Regions from separate parts of the Oryctolagus cuniculus genome. Here region 2 is linked to region 1. Evidence: chromatin contacts called from public Hi-C data. All regions are on one chromosome and are shown on one strand. The core of a region is the stretch at or near the end of the contact, and the rest is flanking DNA. Distances in the headings are between cores, read along the strand shown.

The links. Hi-C and Micro-C count contacts between places; a contact is called where the count stands out from the background.
Region 2: a contact with region 1 is called in a Hi-C map of psoas muscle, with 4 times the contacts expected there. The contact joins two enhancer-like sites. A contact is called at or near these places in 2 of 6 Hi-C or Micro-C datasets (psoas muscle and an unstated tissue).

Annotation. Positions count from the first base shown.
Region 1 is chr12:83,269,802-83,275,788 of mOryCun1.1, reverse strand. It overlaps ANXA2 (annexin A2), which reads left to right. Exons shown (of 13, transcript XM_051821925.2): 5 at 2,425-2,538; 6 at 5,549-5,639. Among named protein-coding and RNA genes, the nearest start is that of ANXA2, 38 kb to the left of the region's middle. Within about 2 kb of position 3,543, at least 2 of the 8 cell types and tissues checked have an H3K27ac peak or open chromatin away from gene starts, as enhancers often do.
Region 2 is chr12:83,411,128-83,417,114 of mOryCun1.1, reverse strand. RORA (RAR related orphan receptor A) reads left to right here. Exons shown (of 12, transcript XM_051821923.2): 7 at 5,663-5,784. Among named protein-coding and RNA genes, the nearest start is that of ICE2, 37 kb to the right of the region's middle. Within about 2 kb of position 2,639, at least 1 of the 8 cell types and tissues checked has an H3K27ac peak or open chromatin away from gene starts, as enhancers often do.

The DNA of each region.
Region 1 (5,987 bases), core at 2,294-4,793:
CACGCGTGCGTGCACACACACACACACACACACACTTGGATTCTTCAGAGTTTTGCAGTGCATGAGCTTGGTTAGCAATGGTCTGGTCCACCAGGCTATCTTGAGGGCCACGTTCTCGCTATTTAAAGGGGCTTTGTATGCTTTTTCCTTTGCTTGTCCACTAGCGGTTAAGGAACAGGCAGCGCCTGTTCATCCTATATTTTGTCGCGGTGTTGGGAAATTTTATTTTTAAGGATGTACTGCTTTATTTTTAACTTTTTGCTATTAAAAGCTTTTGATTTATTCTTGGATGGTGCAGTAAGTGTGGCTGGCTTCCTGCAGCTCCTGTCTGACTTACGGCTTTCCCTCGGAGCCACAGTGGAGGTGAAGCGGGCAGGCTTCTGATGAGATATTTCTGCTCTTGGATTGACGTGACTGTGAGGGCCTTGGGGGCTTCAGGTCAAGCCTGGCTGTGGCTCCCATTTCCACTCCCTCTCCCCACCCTGAAGCAGTTGGAAAGGACATAAATAGGAGAGCAGCTGGCATCTTTCATCTCATGTGCATTAAAATTCTCCTTCCACTAGACGTGTATTAATCTTCTACAGGGAGGCATAAGGGGAGTGTCTATTTCTTCATCTTCCGAAAAGGGTCTGTGAGCTGGGAGAGCCCAGTTCCTGTTGGGGCAAGGAGGTCCACCTCTCTGGACAGTAGGCGAATCATTGTTCATTCAGCTGTCACTTACGGAGTGTGGCCTCAGAACACACCTGGGCGTGTCCACACACTCATAACAGCTTGGATCTCCATTTCAGATCAGATAGATGGAGACAGAGCTTTCCCGTGCCTTGCTGGAGAGAACGTAGCTGAATCACGATGGGGTTCGGCACCCACACGGCTTTGCTCTATGCTGGGCGACTGCTCAGTGCCCTGCTGATTCTTAATGACTCTCTGTCCACCTTGGGCAGGCGAGAGTTGCCCTAAACTACCTGAGATGGTTCCAGAAGGAAATTGGAGAAGCCACCGCCCCTTATCATTGCAAATGAGCTGTTTGCCGAGCACTTGAGGGCTATGGGCCCAGGTGCCCAGGCTGCCCTGGCGATGAACTTGAAGAGCTAGTAGATCAGAAACGAGTTGGGAGAAAGGCCCAGTGTTTTGTTTGTTTCCTTCATGGTGAAGCAAATGCCAGGTTCCCCCCTACATAGTGGTTTTTCTTAATCAACCATTTCGGGAGTTGTTAAGTGCAAAGCTCTGTGCTGGACATTGTTTGAAACAGGAAGTTGGTCACCCCTAAGGAGTTGAGAATAGAAGTGGCAGAAGCCAGCAGGTGCCCAAATGCTATTTGAGGTTTGAACAGAGAATGGGTAGAGGGGAGTCTGGAGTAGGCTAAGTTTGGAATTACCCAACCTCAAGGTTCCAAATTGGACGACTGGTGGCGTAATTGGGAGGTTGCTCAAAAGTCTCCCTGTGAGTGCTGTGTGTGCTTGGGACATCAGGAAGCAGGAGACAGTAGGTAGTAAGAGAACTGGGCTGGTGATTCCTAAGAGCCGTGTCACTTTTACCATTCTACTCTGAGTGATTCGAGAAGATTCTCTCTGAAGCCAGCTGCAAATCACCCCTTCCAGCTTGCTGCTATCTCAAGGGGCTGAATACAGCAGGTGCCAGGGGTGCTGTTGGAAAGCAGGAGAGAAAGGGAGAAGGGAGAGAGGCAGAGGGGATAGGTGAGAAGAAAGAAGAGAGTAATTGTAATGGGAGAGGAAGCGCGTTGATTTGGGGTAATGGGTTCTGGCTCAGACCTCTAAAGTCAAATCTTCTGTTCATGGGACGGTGGAACCCTTAAGAAATGACATGCAGCAGGGGTGTCAAGGGGGCTGTTTGGAGAGGAGGGGGCTGTAGTTCCCTTTCTCCCCATCAATACCATTCTAATTCGGTATGGACAGATGTTTTCTTAGTATTATTAGATGAAGTCTTTTGCTTAGGAAAGCTTCCTAGCCCTTCTTCCAGTCATGTCAGGGCCTCTGGTTCCTTCTGGACACTTGGTGGAGTCACCCCCAGAACAGCTGCAGGACATCAGCAGGCCACAGGGACTCTCTGCGTTCCAGCCACCTTAGCCTTGCCAGGGGCCTTGACCCCTGGAAAGAGCCCTGCCTTCATGGGTGGCTACTGTTCTCAAGTGTGTTACAAAGGCCCTGGTGCTGTTTGCCAGCCCAGCGTCCTTTTCATGATTGCGGGAGAAGGTACTGTGAGCTTAGATGGTAAGGGACTTTGTTAGGACAAAGCCAGACCTCTGGCTCCGAGGGAGGAAGTGCCTTGGAAGGACTTCAACCCAAGGCCCGGGAGTGGTCTAAGGCTCACGGGCTGCTTGGACAAACAGATCCCTCTCTTGGTTGCGGGTGAGTTTTAAGGGGAGTGTGACTTACCACTTTCCCTGCAATTGCCTGTCTCCCGAAGGAGCTGCCAGCCGCCCTGAAGTCAGCCTTGTCGGGCCATCTGGAAACGGTGATCTTAGGCCTGTTGAAGACACCTGCTCAGTATGACGCTTCGGAGCTGAAGGCCTCCATGAAGGTAAACACGTGTGCGCCGTCCTCTCTGGCAGATCTGCCGTTAATACTGGTGAATTGCAGCTCTGAGTGTAATTAGGTGATTGTCAGTTTTGTTGAGTTCTCATTTGGAGCCATTTTTTTTTTGAATGAACTGAAGCTCTAAGTTTCAGGATTTGTACCAAAAATATTTCAATTACTTTTTTTGAAACTAAAGAAATTTCATGATGCTGAGAAGTCAGTTACCAGCTGCTACTACTCGGCACCTGGGCAATTGGAATACCATTTGGGAAAACGACTTCCTTGATTACACTTCCTCCATGAAAGACGTGTTGTGATATTAAGGAAAAGAAAAACTCAGCTTTTGTTAAGTGAAGCTTGCAAATTCTGCCCATGGTGCGTCTTCCTCTGACCTTCCCCTTGTCGTCCCATTGTTCGCTCCAGAGGTAGGCAGAATCAGAACACGGTAAGTGCACACCAGGGGCGACTTCAGAATGTGAGCAACACCTGTATTTAGTTCAATGTCTTGTTACTTGTATTACATTACTCCCCCCACCCCAAGTTATTTTGAATGTGAGATTTTAGGTGAAACGGCATAGGAGATTCTAGGTTGCAAACCAAATTAGATATACGGAAGACATCACGTATGATATTCTGCTAAATCGATGCACAAACATAAATGTAGATTCCGGTGAGAGCAGACCAGCTCTGCGCAGCATGGCTGCAGTTTCGGTGATCCGAGGCTGCCCTCTGCTGATGTAACTGGGGAAAAGCCTCCATGGCAGGGGGGCGGCCATATTTGTGATTTTTTTTTTTTAATTCGAAGCCCGAGTGCGCTGTCTTCAGATTATGAACAGACCCCGCTGGAAGCCTGGCCCCAGAGCTAACGTCACATCCCGGCGGCCAGCCTTTGCCCAGGGAGCACCCGGAGAGTGTGGCCGCTTCACAGTCACTGAGCCAAGGGGCCGGAACTTGGTAGCTCAGGGCTGCTGGAAGATGCGTTGTTCAATCTCCCTGCTCCTCAGCTCCTCGGCTCAGCCCAGGCCGGGCTCAGTGTATCTGAGCAGACTTGCTCTAAGTTTCCCTGGGAGGCCCTAGCGAGAAGGAAGGCGTGATTCAGGATAAAATGTCAACAGCATTTAACGATGCTGCTTGATAAGGAGAGCATTCCTCGGGAAAATGAGCGGCCGAACCGGCCGGTCTCGGCATCCGTCAACGCTTCCGATTTTGTCAGGGATCCACTGAGTTGTGATTCCTGTGCTTTGGTGTCTGTTACTTGGCGTTGGTGACTTGAAACCCTCACAGATTGGAGCTGTTCCTCACTGTTGTCATCCATGTACCAGGGCCCGCTGCAAGGTGTTTTAACTGCTGAATCTTTGGCCTGGTGCCAGCCCTTCCATTAGCCATCACGGCTGAGTACCCTTCTGAAACCCATAAAGCTTGAAGTGACATTAATTGAACTAAAAAACCAAATCAAACCAAAAAAAAAAAAAAAAAAAAAACCCACAACAATCTGTTTTGACTTCTGGCGATACCAGTGGCAATATCTACCGTATGTTACAGTAGAAGTTACCCTTGTGGTAGGAATTGTGGGCAGCCTGTGTGCAAAGCTTGGGCCAAGGTTTGGAGATTGCCAAGGTCACCTTCCACTGCAGAGATAAAAGACAGTGTTCGAAACCTCAGGTATTAGCAGTGGTATGTCAGTGATGGAAGGAAGCAACTCTTAAAAATCTTCCCAGGTCTGTCCTGTATGTGTCCAGGGTCAGGGGCTCGCATTTCTTCCTAGGCACAGGTTGTCTGCAGGCTTCTTGAAACTCCAGTCTCAACTGCCCCTTCCTAAAAATACTCAAACAGCCCTTTTGCTATTTTGTGACATCTGTTTAGAATGATGTGTGGACCTCTTACTATCGAGGGAAGCAAGTTCGGCCTCGTGGGGATCTCTACAAATTCTGATTAAAAACTCTGGAAGAAGGGCCAGAGGCTCCAAGATGAGATTAAGAGTAAAACTCAAAATTAGCCATTAACCTGAGGCTTAGCTCATATTACACAAGCCATTTTTGAGGGGCATATAAACCCTAATAAGTTTAATTAATACCTGACACACTTTTCATGTGGAGAAGTAAGTTTCTTATTGTATTAACACCTTATAATTGATTTACATTTTAAACAGTTGTAATTCTACTCAGTTCAAAGTGTTATTTCCATATTCGAAAGACAAGTCTTAGAGAATCCTGATTATTAAATCTTGACTTTGATCATGAAGCTAGCTTTGAAATACATGTTTCATTGAGTTCTTTCAAGCTATCTGGCACGCTCTAAAGTGTGTGTATTAAATTTGAATACATCGCCCATCAACTTCTTACTCCCTAATAAAGTGTTGGTGTCTAGATTTATTTGGCATTTCATTATTTCCTTTTGCTTCCCTAAAATGCCCATAGAGTGCATAATCATTAAGCAAAAATAGGAGCACAAGAATGAAATTTTTAACAGTCACCCAATTTTACATTTCAAAGAAGTGAAGCTAAAATTTTTATCTCCACTGTACCTCTCCCTGCTACGCAGACTTACTCTTGATCTAATGATACTGGGAGCAACCGACAACATCAATTTTCAATATCCCTTTATTTTAAATTAGTGGGATGAATTGTTTTATGAAAAAAAATTGTTTCCAGCTCTTTAAAAAGTGGGTGGCTGTTACAGAAATTGAGAAATCAAGAGGAAGAGGCGGTTACTCTGAACCACTGTGGACACTGTGGCGTGTTCTGTCTCTGGCATCCACTGTTTGCTTTTTGAAAACATAGTTGAGCTTAGACATGCCACTTACACCATCTTGCAGTCAGGCGAGACATTTTTTTTGTCAAGGAGTAGGAGACACTGTAGAAGCAGAAGACACAGGAGATATATCGACAACAGTGCAGAGAGGAGAAAGCTGTCCAATCCAAACCAGGCTTGCAGTTGACCTGATGGAGAGCAGAGCCGTAGGTTAATGGTGCAGAAGGCCTTTCCTCCTAATGTTTGTGCTTCCGGCTTCACAGGGGCTAGGAACTGATGAGGACTCCCTCATTGAGATCATCTGCTCGAGGACCAACCAGGAGCTGCAGGAAATTAACAGAGTTTACAAGGAAAGTGAGTAGCCCCGTTTCTGTGGCTCCACCATGGCTGCCTTGCTTAGTGCCTGGATGATGGATGTGCACGCCAAGGTTGGCCATGCCTCTCCTCCACCTCCTTATTGTCTGTGTTTAAAAAATATACATTTACTCATTTGCTTCAGAGGCAGACAGACCTCCCATGTGCTGGTTCACTCCCCAAATGCCCACAGTGGCCCAGGTTGGGCCAGGGCAAAGCTGAGCACCAGGAACTCAATCCAGGTCTCCTCTGTGGGTGGCAGGGACTCAACTACTTGAGCCACACCTCGTGGCTCCCAGGGTGCACGTTAGCAGGACACTGGAAATGGAAGTGGAGCCGAGACTCAAA
Region 2 (5,987 bases), core at 1,390-3,889, 140 kb before region 1:
CTGAGCTTCTTGTGGACGAGAAAAGAAATATGCCCCAGCATCGGTGAGTGCCAGCAGCCACCTGGAAGCAGTCAGAGGCTGGCACCTCCGGGTGGGCCTACCCCACTCCTCTCATTCCTAGCATCCGCTCAGCCCCTGTGCACATCTAAGTTTTACAACCCGGATGTATAGTATAAATGTGAAAGAGAAATCAGCTTCGTTACTTGCCAGAATGCTTTGATGATGGGTGTTGGCGACAAAATTAGTCTATTTCATATAAGGCTCATCATACTCCCCACCACCACCACCACAGGGGAAAAAAAAAAAACACAAAGCCACATCATTTCCTTATTGCTGGGACACGACTGCTTTTGGGAGCTGTGACCCAGAAATGCTGGTAACACAGACAATGGGACACTTTCCATTCCGAGGAAGTTGCACTCACGTCCTCGGCTATATTTAATAGATTTTTAAGGGCAGCACTATTATTAGAGAAACTTTGATGAGAACCTGTGTGGCTCGAGAACCTGAGCTGCTCTTCCCAGTGACTCCTCGTCCAAGGTTACAGTCCTTTGGGATATTTCAATTAGTTGCCGTGGAGGGGACTACGTGGGGTACGAGGAGAGAATGGAGACTTCAGATGGGAAAGAACCAGCAGGTTCTGACTTGAGCACAGAAATCCTCAGTGCACAGAAATAATGGCTGTGTTCTTCGCAGGGTTTCTCCACCTCTGTGCCCCCATAAAACATCTTTTAGGTGAAAATTTATATTTCCCGTAAAATCTTTCTCCAAATAGAACAAATTGAATGTTCTTTACGGTTTTTACACAAGCATCTCTTTATGAAGCTAAATTTAAATCCTCAAGAGCCAGGGACATTTTAAGCCTGGTTTTCAACCGCTGAACGGTATTAAAGGTGGATCGCAGCTCTTTTGATTAGCGGAGAAACCTCTGAGCTAAAAGAGAGGCAGGGTACAGGTGGGTTTGATTTTTCGTTTCGTTTTGTTTTTGTTTTCTTAAACAAGAACAAAAACTTTTCTGTTTCTGTCGTGAAATCTTGGTTGGCTGAATCTGAAGCGCAGCGGTCCCGAAAGTGAACATTTCAGACCTGAGCGAGGACTTGATTGAAAGCTGACATGGAACCATGGAAAATGACCTGACTCACTTCAGGCTTGCGTCCAGACCTTGCCATAAATACCAGTGCATCATCCTGTTTGCTGGGCAAATGTTCAATCCTGAAATAAATCCGTAGGGCTTGGCCAAAGTCTCGCTTTTGGGACGCGGTACTCTGGCTAAACGGGTTTTAAGACCCGAGAGGGCCCAGAAACAGCTGAGCCGATTCTCCCAGGTCCACAGGGAAATTGGCTTCCCCTTCTCCCTGGGTCCCCTTCCAGTGCGGTCTGGGAGCCCTGCACCCTCACATGCACCTTCCAAGTGAGGGAGTGTTCTCCTGGATGGTGGCATTTTCTAGGATGACCTAAGTTCACGCGTCACCAGCAGTCCCAAATCTAAATGTCGGCAACAACATCACTGAGCTCTCATTTTGAGGTACAGAGTAGTTGGAGCTCAGAGTAGCGTCCACATGGCCCACGACCTGCCTACAGTTCTCGCTGATTTCCTTTCAGGCCTAAGGTCTTCTCACTCTTCAAGATTGTTGACATCACTTTAGGCCAAACTTCCTCATCAGACTTGAAACAAATCAAACAATAGGAAAATAAGTTGCAAATGACCATATCCTAAGTCCACATCTACCTTTGCATCAGTGTCAAATCCACAACCTGCTACTTTTATTGGAAATCCACTGTCACCCCTGGCTAGGAAGGACTGCCCTTTGGGGATAGTTAGTTCCCAATTTTACATTCCAGGGAAAACAACTTTGATTTCGTTTTTAAAAAAGTACTCATTGTGTTTATTCCTACAACTGAGAAATACAACTTCATGCAGAAGCTAGGCAGTTCTGTCTTCCAGAGACCTGCATCGAGTTAGCGTGGGCCATGGGCTTAGCCCAAGTCACCCGAGCCAGGACAGATCCAGTCAGCTGCAACTGGGCGTCTCCCTCCCTACAGAAGATGAATCAGAGCTGTGCCGATGGCCAGCGAGGACACCTGGGAGCAGCCCGCCTCCTCTCTCTCTGGCTCCGTTTTCTCGTCTGTAAGATGAAGACAATCCAGGCTCATCTCCTGGGGTTGTCACAGCATTAAGCAGGAAAATGTGTGTATTCACACATGGAAATGCCAGGGCTCTGACACATCGTGAGTGCTACGTGCATGTGAGCAATTTCTGTTGTTAACGCCCCTATCTGCAAAACGAGGCACATCCGCACGACACCATGCTTCTCAAGTTCCTCTCCCCATGAAAACCTGTGACTCAAAAGCCAGCGTTTTCCACCTCCAGTGCCCAGACACTGGCGGTGTCGAGGAAGCAGCCATGGTTGAGGAGGTGCAGGCTCGCCCAGTCCCACAGCGAGACATATGTCCGCTGAGCCCAGACCAGAAAGCACTCCTGCTAACCACTAGTTCCAAGATATCTCACTCTTCCAGCCGGGTTCTCTCGGAAACCACACTGACTTCTCAACTTCTATCCAGTCTGACCATATTCTCCCTTGCTGAACTACAGGTTTAAAAATAGCCAGGTGTTTGCAGTCCCACACTTGCCAAATCTGCCCTGACTTGGGATCAAAGGCAAGAGAGGGTGAGCAGTTGGTGGGAAGGCAGCCACTGCCCTCTGCTGGTGTGTCATGGGCATTGCATCGTTTGGCTGTTGGAAAAGCTGGAGTCGGCGAGAAGCAGCAGCATTTTTTTTTACCACAAGTCCAGCAAGATGCTGACCATCTTAAATGAAAACGCATAACCTGGAAGGGAATGATAGGGACCTCCTCCCAATGTTCACATCACAGGAATCCCACTTCCCTGGGAACACACCTTTTTTTTCCCCACATCTACAAAAGAATTGCCTAACATTTCAGAAATAATCTTTTGTACTGAGGGCTCTTCCATTAGGAAATAGTTCACTACCATATTTACAAATCTGGGGCCGGTGCTGTGGCGTAGCAGGTAAAGCCGCCGCCTGCAGTGCCAGCATCCCATATGGGCACCAGTTTGAGTCCCAGCTGTTCCACTTCCAATCTAGCTCTCTGCTATGGCCTGGGAAAGCAGTAGAAGACCTCTCTCTCTCTCTACACCTCCTTCTCTCTCTGTATAACTCTTTCAAGTAAATAAATCAATCTTTTTTTTTACATTTATTTATTTGAAAGAGAGGTCTTCCATACACTGGTTTCACTCCCCAACTGGCCACAACAGCCAGAGTTACGCCGATCTAAAGCCAGGAGCTTCCCCCAGGTTTCCCACGTGGGTGCAAGGGCCAAAGGACTTGGGCCATCTTCTACTGCTTTCCCAGGCCATAGCAGAGAGCTGGATCAGAAGTGGAGCAGCCGGGACTCGAACCGGCGCCCATATAGGATGCTGGCTCTGCAGGTGGCAGCTTCACCAGCTATGCCACAGCGCCGACCCCTATTTTAGCCTTTATTTCCTTTTCACAAGCAGCACCATCTGACAGAGTTTAGTAGCTGCTGTTTTCTCTCCATCTCTTTCCTTCCAACTCGGTCTTCAAATTTTTTTCACTTGACAGGGAGAGCAGGCGAGTGTGCTCTTATTTGCTGGTTCACTCCCAAATGCCTGCAACAGCCAGCACTGGACCAGCCTGAAGCGGGCGCTGGGAACTTAATCCAGGTCTCCCACGTGGGTGGCAGGAACCCAAACACTTGAGCCTCACAGTTGCATTAAGGGGAAGCTGAGGTCAGGGGCCTGAGGCAGGAATTGAACCCAGGCACTCCAGTGCAGGTTGCAGGAGTCTTACCAGCTAGCCTGTAATACCTGCCCTTATGTTTTACGTTTTCATGCTACCGATTGATGCTGCTTTAGTGCCTGTGTTGCCAAGGAGGGCCACTAAGGTTTACTGTGTTTCACTGTCTCTAGGGAGACCACAGTTTCAGACTTCACTGAGGTGAATCTGCTCTGTTTTCACACAAACAAGTCTGGCTCTGTTTAATGGAAGCAGTGACAAATGTCCAAATAAACAGACTCTCTTACTAGTGCTGCCAAAATCGCATTTGGTGCTATTCTTTCCCCTGGCTTGCTTATCATGTGTTCAAGACTGGGGCAGGGGGATCATTGCTCCGTCCCTAGAATCGGGTTGTCTTTGAAAATGCTTCATTGGGAGGTGGGCACTTGTCCTAGTGGTTGAATCATCGGTTGGGACACCAGCCTTATCCCTTAGGGAGTCCAAGACTCAGCTCCACTTCAGCTTCCTGCTAATGTGCCCCCTGGCGGGCAGCAGGTGATGGCTGCTTTAGTTGTCCTCCTTTCTCAACAATGATGACCAACCTGCTCAAGGTGCTTAGCACCTCACACCCGGGGCCCAGCAGCTTTCTACTTGGTATTCCTGCCTTGGCTCTCTGTGCTGCAGTGCACCCAACACAGAACTGCTCGTCTCTTTCCCCAGGGACCATTTCCAGAATGTCAGCGCCCCCTTGAGGACCATGCAGATGCCTTCAGGAGTCCAGACGTACTCCTCATATTTCAGATCCTACAGGATATAAACTCTGTTGCTCTGTCACATCTGGCTGTTCCCTATAAATATTATTCATGCCCCCTTCACCCACTCCCCCCTCTATGTGGAGCTCGCCCACCTCTTGACACCACTGGCCTCTGCCCACCAGTCCTACCCCAGCCTATAGGGCCCAATACAATTCTCGTCTTCTCCCTGAACACATGCCCTAATCCTGGTAACTCAGCATTAATCTCTCCCTTTCATGATAAAATCTGATGTTTTTGTCTTTACCATCTTCATACTTTATTATCAAATGAGCTGAACTGTCCTTTTAATTTCCTACAGAAAACTTTGTTGACTTCTGTTGGTAAATTCAACCCCCCACACCAAGTATAACAACTAATATTTACACAGTACATGCGCATGCTATGTAATCCTGTTCTGAGTGCTCAGCTCAATGCTACAACTGACCCATGAAACAGGAACTGTTTTCCTCCTATTACAAATAAGGGAACGAAAGTAGAGAGAGGTTAAATAATATACTCAAGATCACACAACTAGCAAACAGCAAAGCTGAGATTCAGACCTTAAACAGTCTAACTCCAGAGTCTTTCTCTGACCAACTACACTATCCGTAGTTAGGCCCTTGGTATCATTGTTAGGCCCTCCTTGTTCCATTTGCAGGAATAACAAAATAAATGCAGAGTTGGTATCATAAAAGGTTATTCCCTAGTTTTCCATGAGTGGTCCATCCCAGGGCAATGTATGTGACAGATGTGTCCTCATAAAAACGCCACAAAGAGGCCCTGTCAATCATTTCTCAATGCCATGGAGTTCAACGTTTGTTCATTCCCAGACACTGGAATAAGGGCGCAGGATGAGGGTAAGGTCCAGAGGCTGAGAGGCACCAAGTCCTATCCTGAAGTGTTGGCTTCGCAAAGCCCTTGCTCCTCATTCTCATGTTCCCAAATACAGAAGGGTCCCAAAATGCTTGCTTCAGTGTGTCAAGATGACCGAAACTGGTTCTGCACATTGCCTAATGTCCACTTTTTAAAGCAAATATTAAGTGGAAGAGCCTCTGTTGAAGCAGAGAAGAACTGGGCTTTTCATGCCTGTGATCTCCTGTTCTCTCCCTAGAACACCTGGCGCAGAATATATCCAAGTCTCATCTGGAAACCTGCCAGTACTTGAGAGAAGAGCTCCAGCAGATCACGTGGCAGACCTTTCTGCAGGAGGAGATCGAGAACTATCAAAACAAGGTAGCATCTAAGGAATTTTTCCCGGGGTTGGCAAGGACTGCTAGGGTGAGAGATTTGGCTGAGGTCAAACCGACCAAAGAAGGAATGTCTTTCATCAGATATCAGATTTCTGCTTAAAAACTTTTCTTCCAGTGCTTATCATGTGCTTGAGGTTTCATCATCTTACTGAGATGCCGGCATGTGGAATTTCAATGCCAGCAAGC